Linked DNA regions of Mus musculus: all the other regions are linked to region 1. Evidence: chromatin contacts called from public HiChIP or PLAC-seq and promoter capture Hi-C data. All regions are on one chromosome and are shown on one strand. The core of a region is the stretch at or near the end of the contact, and the rest is flanking DNA. Distances in the headings are between cores, read along the strand shown. Region 1 holds the start of Pknox2 (Pbx/knotted 1 homeobox 2). Region 2 overlaps Fez1 (fasciculation and elongation protein zeta 1 (zygin I)). Region 3 holds the start of Robo3 (roundabout guidance receptor 3).

Region 1 (4,021 bases), core at 607-3,106:
CATCGGAATTGTACTTTAGAAAATGAGGACTGTGGTAAGTATGAGTGGGTAGTATATGGCTTTTGTCTGTATGCTCACTGGCACTTCTCTGATGAACTAAGTATTTACTATCAGCCCATTCTCCATCTGAATCTACTGGCCAGCAACCTCCAAAGGAGAGCAACCCCTTCTCCAGAGGTCCCTGGCAGAGTCAAAGGGATCGCTCCTCTCCCAGTCTATGCAATGCATTTCCCTCTGCGACTTTATGGCAGGCTGACCTCCAGCCTCTGGGTCAGTGAGTCTGGTGTTTCTGTACTACATAAAAAGGGCAAGTGGATTCATTATTATTATATTATTATACAATGTGAAATATATACTAGCAATTATGCTGTCAGGAGCCACAGTCTTTGACCACAGATCAGAGGTTGGGGTGACATAACTCTACCTAGTGAAAGTCTTTAGGGAGTCCATGGGAAGATGTTTCAACCCCATCTGTAGCAGTGGATCTATAGGTGAAAGCCCCCTCCCCGTCCCACAGGAACATTGCAGGTGAATGTGGAGTTGCTGGCAGGACCTGGATAAAGAGCACATCTGGAATGTGATGCAGACGTCTCTGAGCCTTTGGATCTAATGATACTTCTCATTTTTGCCGGAATCCGAGGCAGGGGAGGAATGACCCAGAGGCTTGGAATGGAGCAAAGGGTAACCTCCCTCTGCTGGGGTTAGATCCTTTTCTGGGAACCTGACTGTCTGGATTCCCTCTTAGCTTTTCCTTAACTTTCAGTGACTTTGTTTAGGCTTCAGCCAGGCTCCTTTCCTGGTGTGAGAGTCACAGGATTCATTGTCACCTGCCTGTGGCCTGAAACCGCTTCTCAAGGGGGGCAGAAGGGATTCTCTGGTCCTCTGTGTAGGAGCTGAGCCAGTCTGCATCCTGAGTGGCTGAGCCTATACTTGGCACTCAGTAGGAAAGTCATCTTTGTTGACTAAATGGAGACATGCATGGTTGCACTGGCTTGATTTGGCTTTTCATTGTAGAAGTGACTTGGGTGAGGAGCCTGTTTGGTGTATGGAACAGATTGGACCACCCCAGCAAGCCCAAGCTGAAACAGTACTCCCCTCACCTTACGGTGCCCAGCCTCCGGGACACACTGGCTGGCTAAGCAGTTTTAAGAATGAAACAGCAGTGGCTTCCAAGCACTTGCCTGACATTTGCCAAGGGATAGCTTCTGATAAGGCTCTTTCCCTTGTTATCTTGCCCCTGAACCACCCCATCAACCCTCGGATGAACCAAGCGTCAGAGGAAGCCTACAGCAGGGGGAAAAAAAAAAGCTCTTGAGACCAGGGATAACTAACCACCTGAGCACCTTTGCTGGGGCCAAGGTAATGAGAATTATTCAAATGCAATCATAAAAATGAGGCCAGCCGGGCAGGAATGGGGTGGGGGTGTGATGGAGAGAACGTTTCTTGCCAGTTTGAAGATTCCTATTTTCTTGGGGTTCTCTTGAGGTACACAGAAAATTTCACCTCCTCTCAATCTCTTCAGCACCTGGTGTCTTGGAACTCGTCACCAGTTGATCGCTAAGGAGGACACCGGGTAGGGGTGCGCCTGCATTTCTGGGGTTCACTGCATCACCTCTGTCAGGCAACCCCCAGGTCTGGGCGCCTGCTGCCTCTCTCCAGCAGCAAGCAGGCCAGAGCCTGATGTCTGAGCCGAGCCTCCAGTAGAGGGAGACACTCTAGCAGCTCCTCGCCTGGGAAGCGGCCGGGTCCAGGAGTGGGTGGGGGCTATGGGGGGGGGGGAGAAAGGGGGAGTGGGGAGAGGGGAGGTGTGCGCGCGCGGGGAGGGGGGGGGAGGGAGTCCGGGGGGCGGGTCCCTGTGCCGCTGACGTCCCGAGCAGTGCTGGGAAGTATAGGCTGTGTTGTCACGCCGGTGTCAGTCTGATGAAGATTGGCATCAGGTAAGCTGTCATTCATTTCCATGTCAGAGACGCTTTTGCAGGCGGCGGCGGCGGCGGCGGCTGCTGCTGCGGGCGGCTGCCTCAGAGCGCGTGTGTTTTATTCCAGTCCCCAAGCCAGAGTATTATTCATTGCGACAGGGCAAGGAGGAGAGAGGGAGAGAGGGAGGCAGCAGGGAGGAGAGAGAGGGAGGCAGCAGGGAGGAGGGAGGCAGGGAGCAGAGAGGGACGGCGGGAGCGTGCAGAGAGAAGCTGGGGAAGCGCCGGGAGAGCGCGGAGCGAAGCCGCGCGAGGGGAGGCGAGGCTGGGCGAGGAGGCGGCGAGAAGCGCGCGGCCCACCCGCTCCCGGACCCGGCCGGTGCGCAGCTCCGTGCCCGCCTCGCTGCCGCCGCCTCGCCCCGCTCCCCTCTGGCCCAGGGCCGGGCGTGCATTGTTTGCGGTCGCAAGCAGCTGGGCAGCGGACTCAGAGCGCAGCGGCCCTAGAGCCTGTAGCGGGCGGGCTGGAAGCCGTGCACCCGGAGCTTCCCGGGACTCGAGCCCAGGGACGAGCGCGTCGGCCGGAGTCCCTGCGCAGGCGGCTCCTGGCTAGGCGCTCGGTGGGGGCGAGGCTGGGAACTGCGGGCGGGCTTCGGTTCTCCTTTCCCGGGCTCCAGGAGCCCTGTGGCTGGAGCTTCCTAGGTGTCACCAGCCCCGAGCTGCCTTCGAGTGGTTGGAAGCGGGAGCAGCCCTAGCCTGCGGCCGGGTGGCTGGAGTCAAGCAGTGGCGGCCGCGTCCTGCCCGGCCCGGGGAGGCAGGGAGAGTAGAGGTTTACCGGAGGATCAGTGGGGACAGGGGAACATGTGTGTGTGTGTGTGTATGTATGTGTGTGTGTATGGGGGGGGGGGAGGTGTTAGTCAGAGAAACCAGAACCCGAGGGGCGACGCTCAGGGACTCTAACTAGGAGTAGGAGGAGAATTTGTAGGGTCACTGGCTCTCTACGTATTGTTGGGTCTTTTGGGCGGGGAGGGGAGGATTAGGGGTCCTTGGCGAAGAGCTAGAAGATAAATTCGTAAAAGGGGGGGAGGTGGGCACGGAAAGCGTCCCGAGAAGAAAGCCGATGGGGATGGGGCAGGGTCCTGAATGTGCCGCGCGAAGTTTCTGTTTCTTTCGGGTTAGGCTGGCTTCCAAAGCCAAGGAAGAAACGAGCGCAGTGGGCCGCGCTGTCTGGAGAGTCCTTCACAGGGCAGCCAGGGTTCCCGCGCGGTCGGAAGACGCGGGTTGGGAGTGGGAGGGGGATGCGGATCAGCCCCTTAAAGGAGGGCTGGGTTTTGGAGCAGGCTAGAGTTTGGGTTGCAGGAATCAAGCTGTTTTCAGAATAGGGACAGATGGGCCGCTGTGTAGTTTACATGCCGGCAAAGACAGAGGGCTGGAGTTAGGCGCCGGGGCCCCGATTACCTCCGAGGCTTGACTCCGGAGCCGGTGACGTTGTTTTAGAACTGACACTCGGGATCAGGATATTGAAATGTAGGAAGAATTGCGCGTCCAGGTTCTTACAGCGTGTGGGAGGAAAAGCTTTTATGTAGGCAAGAAAAGTAGTTGATTCCAGCCGTGGTGAGCGAGCCCCGAACGTCTGCTGCTTCTCCCCCTAAAGCGAATCTTGCGGATGAGAGGATCTGGGTGCACAGGGCTGAAACCTAGGAGAAAGACTCTGGAAGGTACACAAAAATAGTGATTCAGTACGAAGTGACCGGGTAGCATCATCCGGGTCCGAGTGGAGCCAAGGAGCTGGCCCTGCAGAGTCAGCAGGCTCTGGGAGTCACTTGCGGTCTGTGGCCTCAGCGTGGCGGGGTGGTTGCTGGTGGCCCGCCGGGACAGTGGTAGGCGACGCAGGCAAGGGGGCCACTAGTAGAGAGGTGCTACTGGGGCTTAAGGAATCGTGGCTGCCGCCAAAGGAAAGACATTCCCGAACTCCGGAGTCCTCATCGGATCTGCCGCCTGTTTATCTGCAAGCGATGCTTGCTTCGTCCAGGGCAATGTCGAAGAGCGCACAGGCCGGCCCATACCGGCAAGGTTCTATCCTAGAGGGAGGAGGAAGTTCGGGGTTTCCT
Region 2 (4,021 bases), core at 468-2,967, 280 kb after region 1:
ACACAAAATGAACATGGCATGAGGGCATATGGTCCTATGCCTCAGTCCACACTCTACACTATGGGAGTCTCAGGGAAGGCTGGGAAAGGCGGTGAAAAAATGAAGCCTTATCAACCAGCAGGTTACTTCCTGAGACAAAGAAAGGGAACCAGAGATTACAGACATAGATACCTTTAACATTTTGTCTCTTAGGGCTGAGTGATATAGAATAGATTTAGATCACCATCAGTTGAGTATTTCAAAAAGGGTAGGAGAGCCAGGCATGATAGCACATGACTTTAATGCTAGCACTCGGGTGGCAGAGGCAAGTTAAGCTCCGTGAGTTCAAAGATAGGTTTATATTAGAGCGTTTCAGGACTGCCAGATCTACATAGTAAGTACTCCTACAAAAGAAATGAAGGAAGGAAGGAAGCGATAGAGAACATTTTTTTAATACCACGTATGTGTGTTTTACCTACATGTATGCCTGTGTACCTTGTACTTGTGTGGAAATGGTACCCCACAGAGGCCAGAAGAGGGCATCAGATCTCCTGGAAATGGACTTACAAATGGTAAGTATAAGTAGCCATGTAGGTGCTGAGAATTGAAATTGGGTCCTTTGCAAGATCAACCAATGCGTTTAAATGCTGAGCCATCTTTCCCACCCTTGCTATTTTGTTTTCTGAGACAAGGTCTCAATATGTGGCCAAGGATAACCTCTAGCTCTCTCTCCTGCCTACATCTCCTAAATGCTGGTAGGTATGTGCTACCACATCCAGTGAACAGAAAGGATTGTAAATCTTCCTGACACATGTCTGAGTATGCAGTCAGTGGCAGAACATTTACTTAGCATGGAGGAAGCCCTGGGTGTAACCCCTAGCAATACAGAGTGAAGGAGAGACAGAGAGAGACAGAGAGACAGAGGAGGGGGAGGGGGAGAGGGAGGGGGGAGAGAGAGGGAGAAAGAGAGGGAGAGAGAGAGGGAGAGAGAGACAGAGAGACAGAGAGGGGGAGGGGGAGGGGAGGGGAAAGGAGAGAGGGAGAGGGAGAGAAACCCCACTAGAAAGAAATGACTTGGCCTGGAGAGATGGCTCAGTGGGTAAGAGCACTGACTGCTCTTCCAAAGGTCCTGAGTTCAAATCCCAGCAACCACATGGTGGCTCACAACCACCCGTAATGAGATCTAACGCCCTCTTCTGGTGTGTCTGAAGTCAGCTACAATGTACTTATGTATAATAATAAATAAATAGAAAGAAAGAAAGAAAGAAAGGAAGGAAGGAAGGAAGGAAGGAAGGAAGGAAGAAAGAAAGAAAGAAAGAAAGAAAGAAAGAAAGAAAGAAAGAAAGAAAGAAAGAAAGAAAGAAATTACTTTGAATTAGATGACAGAGAAGCCAGTCACCTGGATATTTTCATTACACTGTATACAATATTAAATGTATTAAAATGTTTCAAATGACACTGCAGCCCATAAACACATAAATTTGCCACATACCAATTAAGCATATTAATACATAGAATAGATTTAAGGAGCACCTTTTATTTCTCACTCTTCCTTCTCTTTTCTGCCTAGCCTGGGTATCTGATGACTCAGTTGGCACTTCCTGCTTTGTTTTGCTCTTTGAAGCTGTCCTCCTCCTTCTGTTTTTTGCCATTTCGCTTTGCTTTGCTGAGTGTTTCTATGTTTGGGCCCTTTGTGTGCCTGAGAATGGCCTGACTGGGCGGGTGATGAATTCAGCCAGGCAGCCAAACCCACTCTATCATCCCATTGGCTTCCTGCAGTGGCACAGCCTTGCCTGCCTCATCTCCTTAGGGCCAGGCAGCTTTGCTTTCAGGATGTGGTGCTCCACTGTCTCAGTTTTTGCCACTTCCATGTAAAAGTTGGACTGAGTTACCCTGACAAACACACCTTCTTTTGCAGCCCCACTACCCACTCTACTTCATAGTAACATCTCTGCAAAAGCAGGCTTCCTCTTGCAGTTCAGCATGCACAGGCATCCCTAAGACACCTGCTGATTTTTTATTGCATTTTCATTTCACGCTTCATCCAGCCCAGCCTTTGTATAGTCATTACTATAAATCTGTGCTAGAGAGGTAATGTGAGACAGGCATTAAAAGACTGGACTCTGGAGTTAATTTCCCTGGTTTCAAGTGCTATCTGCACTGCCCCTGATAATGTATAGGAAAAGTGTAAATTGAAAATGAGATCTTCACTCTCCACACTGAAAGTAAAAGGAAGATGGCTGAGGGTATAGCTCAGTGTTAGAGTGTATGCTAGTATGTTAGGGTATAGCTAGTGTGATAGAGTGCACGATAGCCTAAGGATCTGTGTTTAATTCCCAGCCCTAAACATCACACACACACACACACACACACAGAGAGAGAGAGAGAGAGAGAGAGAGAGAGACAGACAGACAGACACAGAGAGAGAGAGAGAGAGAGAGAGAGAGAGACAGACAGACAGACAGACAGACAGACAGACAGAGACAGAGACAGAGACAGAGAGTTTTCTTCTCCATATTACCTTTCTCTTAGAGTTTCTCTGTCTGTCCTTTTCAAATACATATAAAAATTTTAATAGCTAAATAAGCACCCTCCCATCCCCACAGTTCAGGAAGGGTTTCTTCAGGGATCTGAGAGCCACTGCTTCAAAATATAACCATAAAGGAAGATAAGACCTAACCCCTCACTGTTCTGGAAGCATAGACTCCTGACTCCAAATTGCCAAGCCTACTTAAGGTAATGGGTTCTCTCCACTTACTTATAACAAGAGTACAATTCCTTTCAGTCTTTGCTGTCCTTTAGAGACTTGCCTGGGATGTGCAGCCTGTTCTCATTTAATGCTTACTCATATTTTTTTGTGGAAAGGATTTTCTGAATGGCAAGGAGATATTGTTTATAATTCTATTTCTCCAATTGTGGACTTGGATAAGTCACTTAACCTCCAGAAGATAGCTCAGTCTGCAGGGAGGGGCATGGTGTGAAGTTGGTTTGAGGATGGTACATAAAGAACACTAAGACTGCAGACTGCTAGCTCTCTCTCTCTCTCTCTCTCTCTCTCTCTCTCTCTCCCTCTCTCTCTCACACAGAGGATACTGGAGCTTATACCTAGGATACTAAGTTATCATGAATGCAAGGCAAATGCGCTGCCACAGAACTATAGCCCCTATCCTACCATATATGGGTGTGTGTGTGTGTGTGTGTGTGTCCATTGGTTTTATGATAGCACCATTGATTGCATTTGGGCAGTGGTTCAGTCCTTTAGTCTTGTTTAGCATTTAAATTTTATTCTTCCTTCTCCCCGCCCCCCTCCCCTCATAAATGCTGACTTTTCTTCAGATACCAAATTGGGAACTTGCTGCCTTTCTCTTGGATTGGCAGACGTCTGTGTTAGAGCAGAGATCAAGGTCTAATAGCCATATGTAAACAGTAACTGGGCAGGGCACAGTCACGGTGGCATAATCTTTTATAATCTCAGGCAGGCAGATCTCTGTGAGGTCAAGGCCAAACTGGTCTACATAGTGAGTTCCAGACCAGTCAGGGCTTCATATAGTGAGATCCTGTCCAACAAAACAAAACAAAACAAAACAAAACAAAACAAAACAAAACAAAACAAAACATCCCAGTATCTGACACTAAGGAATCATTTGGTGCTTAGTGAACCTGGCCCAGGGCCCTCACCTTCATAGGACCAGTTGTTGTTGAAGGTCTGTGTCAAGGCCTGCATCTCTTGTAGCAGGACTGAATCTGCCTGGGATGAGATTTCTCCTCCATCCTCCTCTTCTAGCACCTCCTCTTCCTCTTCAGGATCTGGAGAGTTCTGCATCATTTCTTCAATTTCCTCAATCACCTACGGAGAAAGCACAAACTGTCCTTTCCTGGAGGGGTGTTCCAGTTCACTCAAGTAGTCAGCGACGTCCCTAGGTTGTTCTCTGTCTTCATAAATATTGGATAATAATAAAAATAGACCCACTTAAAGGCTTGCATATATTCTGCCTTTAATGTAAAGCACTTTCATGTAAACCTCTTCCAAGTGCTCCATTTA
Region 3 (4,021 bases), core at 434-2,933, 290 kb before region 1:
AGGGATTGGTCTCAAATGGTGATGTCTTCTGATTGGCAAATTCAGCACACACACCCCTTCCTTACCTCTCCGGCTGAAAGTGGTCTAGCACTACAGCAAGCCCCTGGATGAGGGTCTGATGTAAAAAACTTCTATCTCTTTAGTGCCCTAGCCTACCCCATTCTCAAGATCTGCCCAGGTTTTGTCTTCGGTGGATGCACCAGGGACCCAGTTCAGCACCCACAGATGTGTCAGCTCCCAGGGCTCTAAGTCCCGTGGGATTGTTGAGCCCCATCAGCCCTCACCATTTAGTTCATCCCACCTTGAGCTCTCTGGTCCTGGACCGAGGACTCCGAAGCACTAAATGCCCCCAGAATTCCGTGGGCAGGACACTGGATTGTAGAGACAAACTGGTTGGTGGGGCCATGTTCCTCTACTCTTGACCTGCTTTTGGTTTGGAATCTGCCACAGCTTCATCTTCCACCCTGGAATTGAGTAGCATATAGCGCTCTGAGCTGTCTTCCTGTGCAGGTGTCCCCTTACATATCAGAAGCAGCCGCTGCACGATTACATAGCCTAAGAGCAATCCAAACACTTACTTGTCCACAGAACCTACAGGATGGGAAAGCCACGGTCTCTTGCTCCACATTCAACATCATTTCCAGTCTAGAGAAAGTGTGTGCAGGAGAGGGGCAAAAGCAAAGATGGTTGGCTGCAACATCTCCAAGGCTAAAATAACCCCTATTCGAGACAGAACCGGGGCTTTGGTTTTCCTGTTGCACACCCCACCCCACCTCACCCCGACCGGGAGGATAAACAGCTGTTATCTGGTTCCAGCAGTTTCACACAATTTGGCATTCACCCGGTCTGTGACACTTTGCTTCCTTTGTTCTAGACTTTTGGTCTCTTCAAAACTGTCAAACAACTTCCTAAAACACGTCATAGTGGAGCAATGCACTATGCTAATAGGTGCGTGCTGCCTGGATTCTCGGGGTCTCCTCCAATTTTACTCAGTTCTGAGCACCCGGCAGGATTTCCTGACGGGGCGGGGGGGGGGGCGCATCTGGAGCAGGACTCCAGGTCAAGTTGGATCTCTGTATCCCTGTGGGTTCCTAGTGGCAAGCCACAGGATTAGGAGGAATCGGACGCGCACGTGGGGCGAGAGGTGATCCAGCGGTGGAATTCTCTTCTTCCCCTCCACCCCCACTCCCAGGTATCCTAGCACCCTGCGCTCACGTTTCCAGGACCCAGAATTTGAAAGGCACTGGAAGCTGGGACATTGAGAGCTCAACAGTGTCTGCTCTCCCAATGCCTCAGTTTCCCTGACGTCCGAGAAAGGAAATAATTCCTGCTATAATTTTAGAAAGAAGGGCTGAGTCTGACAGAGGCTCAGTCCGCGTCTTGGGGGAGAGAGAGAGAGAGAGAGAGAGAGAGAGAGAGAGAGAGAGAGAGAGAGAGAGAGAGAGAGAGAGAGACTCTCCCGCCAGGTTCAGAGCAACATTTGATGAGAGGAGTGTGGGGCGGGGACTCTAACTTGCGCGCGGCCCTGTTAGTGGCCATCCTGGTGGAGGTGGGGATATGGAGGAAGGCGGATTAAGCCCTTAATTACGGCGTGATCCGAGTGGCACCTGCTTTCCGCCCGCCCAGCTCCCAGGGGATTCTGGCACTGGGGGGGGGGGGGGTGGAGAGAAGAACCAGCGAAGGAGGACAGCCCGCGCAGAGGCACGGCCGGTACCCAGGCACGCCTGCAGGACAGCGGCATCGTGGCTGCCGCAGCGCGCAAAGGCTGTGGAGGGGCTTACGGCTCCCGGCCCGCGGGTCCCAGACCCAAGGGCTGGGCTCCGAGGCCCCTGCCCAAGACCCAGGCGGGCTGCGCTATGCTGCGCTACCTGCTTAAAACACTACTACAGATGAACTTGTTCGCGGACTCCCTGGCCAGGGACATCTCCAACTCCAGCGAGCTACTCTTCGGCTTCAACTCCTCGCTGGCAGCGCTCAACCCTAGTCTGCTTCCTCCTGGAGATCCCTCTCTCAATGGTGAGACTGTTCGATGGGGACCTTAGATTTGGAGATCGGGATGAGAGGGCTGCTTGGAAGGGAAGACGGAAGGTCTCCTTTTCCAGGACCCAGGGGCGCCTGTCAGGGCCCTCCTGGGAAGTGGGGTCCCAAAGGAGCGTCTGAGTTGGTGTATTTGCCTGTGGTGGAGGGCTGCTGAGCCCCTTTCTCCTCATCTCTCCTACTATCCACCTACCACACCCACCCCAGGTGGGAGAAATGTAAAGGGCAAGTTCCAAGCTAAGAAGGAAGGTTAGACCAGGGCACGATGTCGCCAGTCGGCCAAGGCTAAACCGGGCACTAGGTGATCCACCCAAGTAGCAGATGCCACTTCCAGGACCTAAAGTTTTCAAAAACCTCACTCAGAGCAAGGGTGGGAAAGCCCCCAACTTTGTAGGTGTTTTTACGCGGAGGGTCAAAGTCAGCAATCTTCTCAAGGAAACTTAGTATTAAGTTTGTATCCCCAGTGAGACTCACAGCTGACCCAGCCTGGCAGAGCGATGGCGAGGTCGTTACTGCTAATTACAGTGATTAATAAATAACTTGAGACAGCGCTGCCCCCCCTGAGCGCTGCAGGCAGTCTGGAGAGAGGCCTGATCGCGCTCCCTGCTGGCTACGTCAGGAACTCTCCCTCTGGAAGCCTCTGCCCAACTTAGGCTAGGGCCCCGGACTCTGGACATGGTCCACCTTTGCAGTCTCTAAAAGATGAAAGGATTCTCTCTCTCTCTCTCTCTCTCTCTCTCTCTCTCTCTCTCTCTCTCTCTCTCTCGTTCTCTCTCTCTCTCCCCCCCCCCCCCGTACTCAGGTGCAAGGGAGGAGCCCCAGAGCCCTATTTGCATGGCCATTAGCTATTCATTAGGCTGCTGTCGAAGCATCTCTGGAGACCAGGAATGACAGGGAAGAAATTCCAGGGAAAGAGAGCCCTCGGCTGTGTCTGCAGGAATTAGAGGGAAAGCGTGGATCAGAAGGGTGTTGTGTGGAAGGAGTTTGAAGAGGGCTGAGATTCTCCAGTCTTGCCACCTTTGAGGAGTCCCAAGAGACCAAGCAGTTATTTTCTCGGATTTTTTACTCACCTAGAGCTTTATACCAGACATCTATCTTTTCATTTAAGCTTGAAAAGTCAGGGAGGGACGATGGTTGTTGGTCACTACACACTGCCACTAGGGAAAACAAAACAAAAAAACAGCTATGGAGGATAAAGAATAGGGCAGTGACCACAAAAGCATAGAGCAAGATCTTGGCAGCAGGGAACTTAAAGTGTATTTTTATCACATATGAGAGGTTTTTGAAGTGGAGATGGGATGGGTTTAGAAATACTAGAGCCTAAAGTCTCATTCAGGTAGAGACTGTAGGAACCACATTAAAGTGCTGGAGAAGAAAGGATATTAAGTAATGGTAAACTTGTCATAGCTACTGTTGTGCCTTGCATCTTTTTGGGGGTTTTGAACTCCCACATTGCAGATAAGGAAGTGAAATTTAGAGACCTGAACCTTTTTGTTTTTTGAGACCTAGCCTAACTATGTAACTTAGACGCCTCCACACCCAGAGCAGTGGGCTTACAGGCATGGGCCACCAACGGGCTGCAGTTAAATAAGATGTCCAGCTTACTAACTCTGGGAAGTGTCAAATCTGAGATTCTAGCTCAGAGCATTTCGAAGCCAAAACCTGGGCTCTAACCATTCCAGGGGCCTCTCTCAGTGGAGTGTTTCCAAAACAGGATTGGGATGGGACGGAGGAAAGAGATGCTTGAGCAGCAGACATCCTTCCATCTATCTGGAAGGGAAAAGACTGAGAAGTTTATTCTCTTCCATACGTGGGAGAGAAACTGATTTTACACTGAGCAATCAAATCAACGACCAGGGTGGAGCCTGCACCCGCCACGCCCCAGCATTCTCTATACCAGAACTCTTAAAAGGAAGGGCAAGAAACGAAACCTAATCCCCCACTGGGCCTAGAACCAAGAGGTCTCTGAGGATATTGGAACAGG

The links. Promoter capture Hi-C pulls out the DNA fragments that hold promoters and counts their contacts. HiChIP or PLAC-seq counts read pairs in DNA pulled down with a chosen protein or histone mark.
Region 2: a contact with region 1 is called in an H3K4me3 HiChIP or PLAC-seq map of neural tube, with 3 times the contacts expected there. The contact joins the enhancer-like site here to the promoter of Pknox2 in region 1. A contact is called at or near these places in 4 of 39 promoter capture datasets (the HPC-7 cell line, embryonic stem cells, second pharyngeal arch cranial neural crest and 1 more) and 2 of 115 datasets of contacts at active chromatin or transcription factors (embryonic hindbrain and neural tube).
Region 3: a promoter capture Hi-C map of embryonic stem cells shows a contact between it and region 1, with 5 times the contacts expected there. The contact joins the promoter of Robo3 here to the promoter of Pknox2 in region 1. A contact is called at or near these places in 4 of 39 promoter capture datasets (embryonic stem cells, liver and pre-B cells), 1 of 484 Hi-C or Micro-C datasets (embryonic stem cells) and 1 of 9 other capture datasets (liver).

Annotation. Positions count from the first base shown.
Region 1 is chr9:37,145,157-37,149,177 of GRCm38.p6, reverse strand. Pknox2 (Pbx/knotted 1 homeobox 2) reads left to right here and starts at 1,856. Exons shown (of 13, transcript NM_001029838.2): 1 at 1,856-1,937.
Region 2 is chr9:36,863,302-36,867,322 of GRCm38.p6, reverse strand. It overlaps Fez1 (fasciculation and elongation protein zeta 1 (zygin I)), which reads right to left. Exons shown (of 10, transcript NM_183171.5): 5 at 3,658-3,826. Among named protein-coding and RNA genes, the nearest start is that of Fez1, 33 kb to the right of the region's middle. Within about 2 kb of position 1,717, at least 41 of the 459 cell types and tissues checked have an H3K27ac peak or open chromatin away from gene starts, as enhancers often do. A contact at or near this core is called in neural tube, where this site is marked.
Region 3 is chr9:37,430,837-37,434,857 of GRCm38.p6, reverse strand. It overlaps Robo3 (roundabout guidance receptor 3), which reads left to right and starts at 1,683. Exons shown (of 28, transcript NM_001164767.1): 1 at 1,683-2,016. The coding sequence starts at 1,857.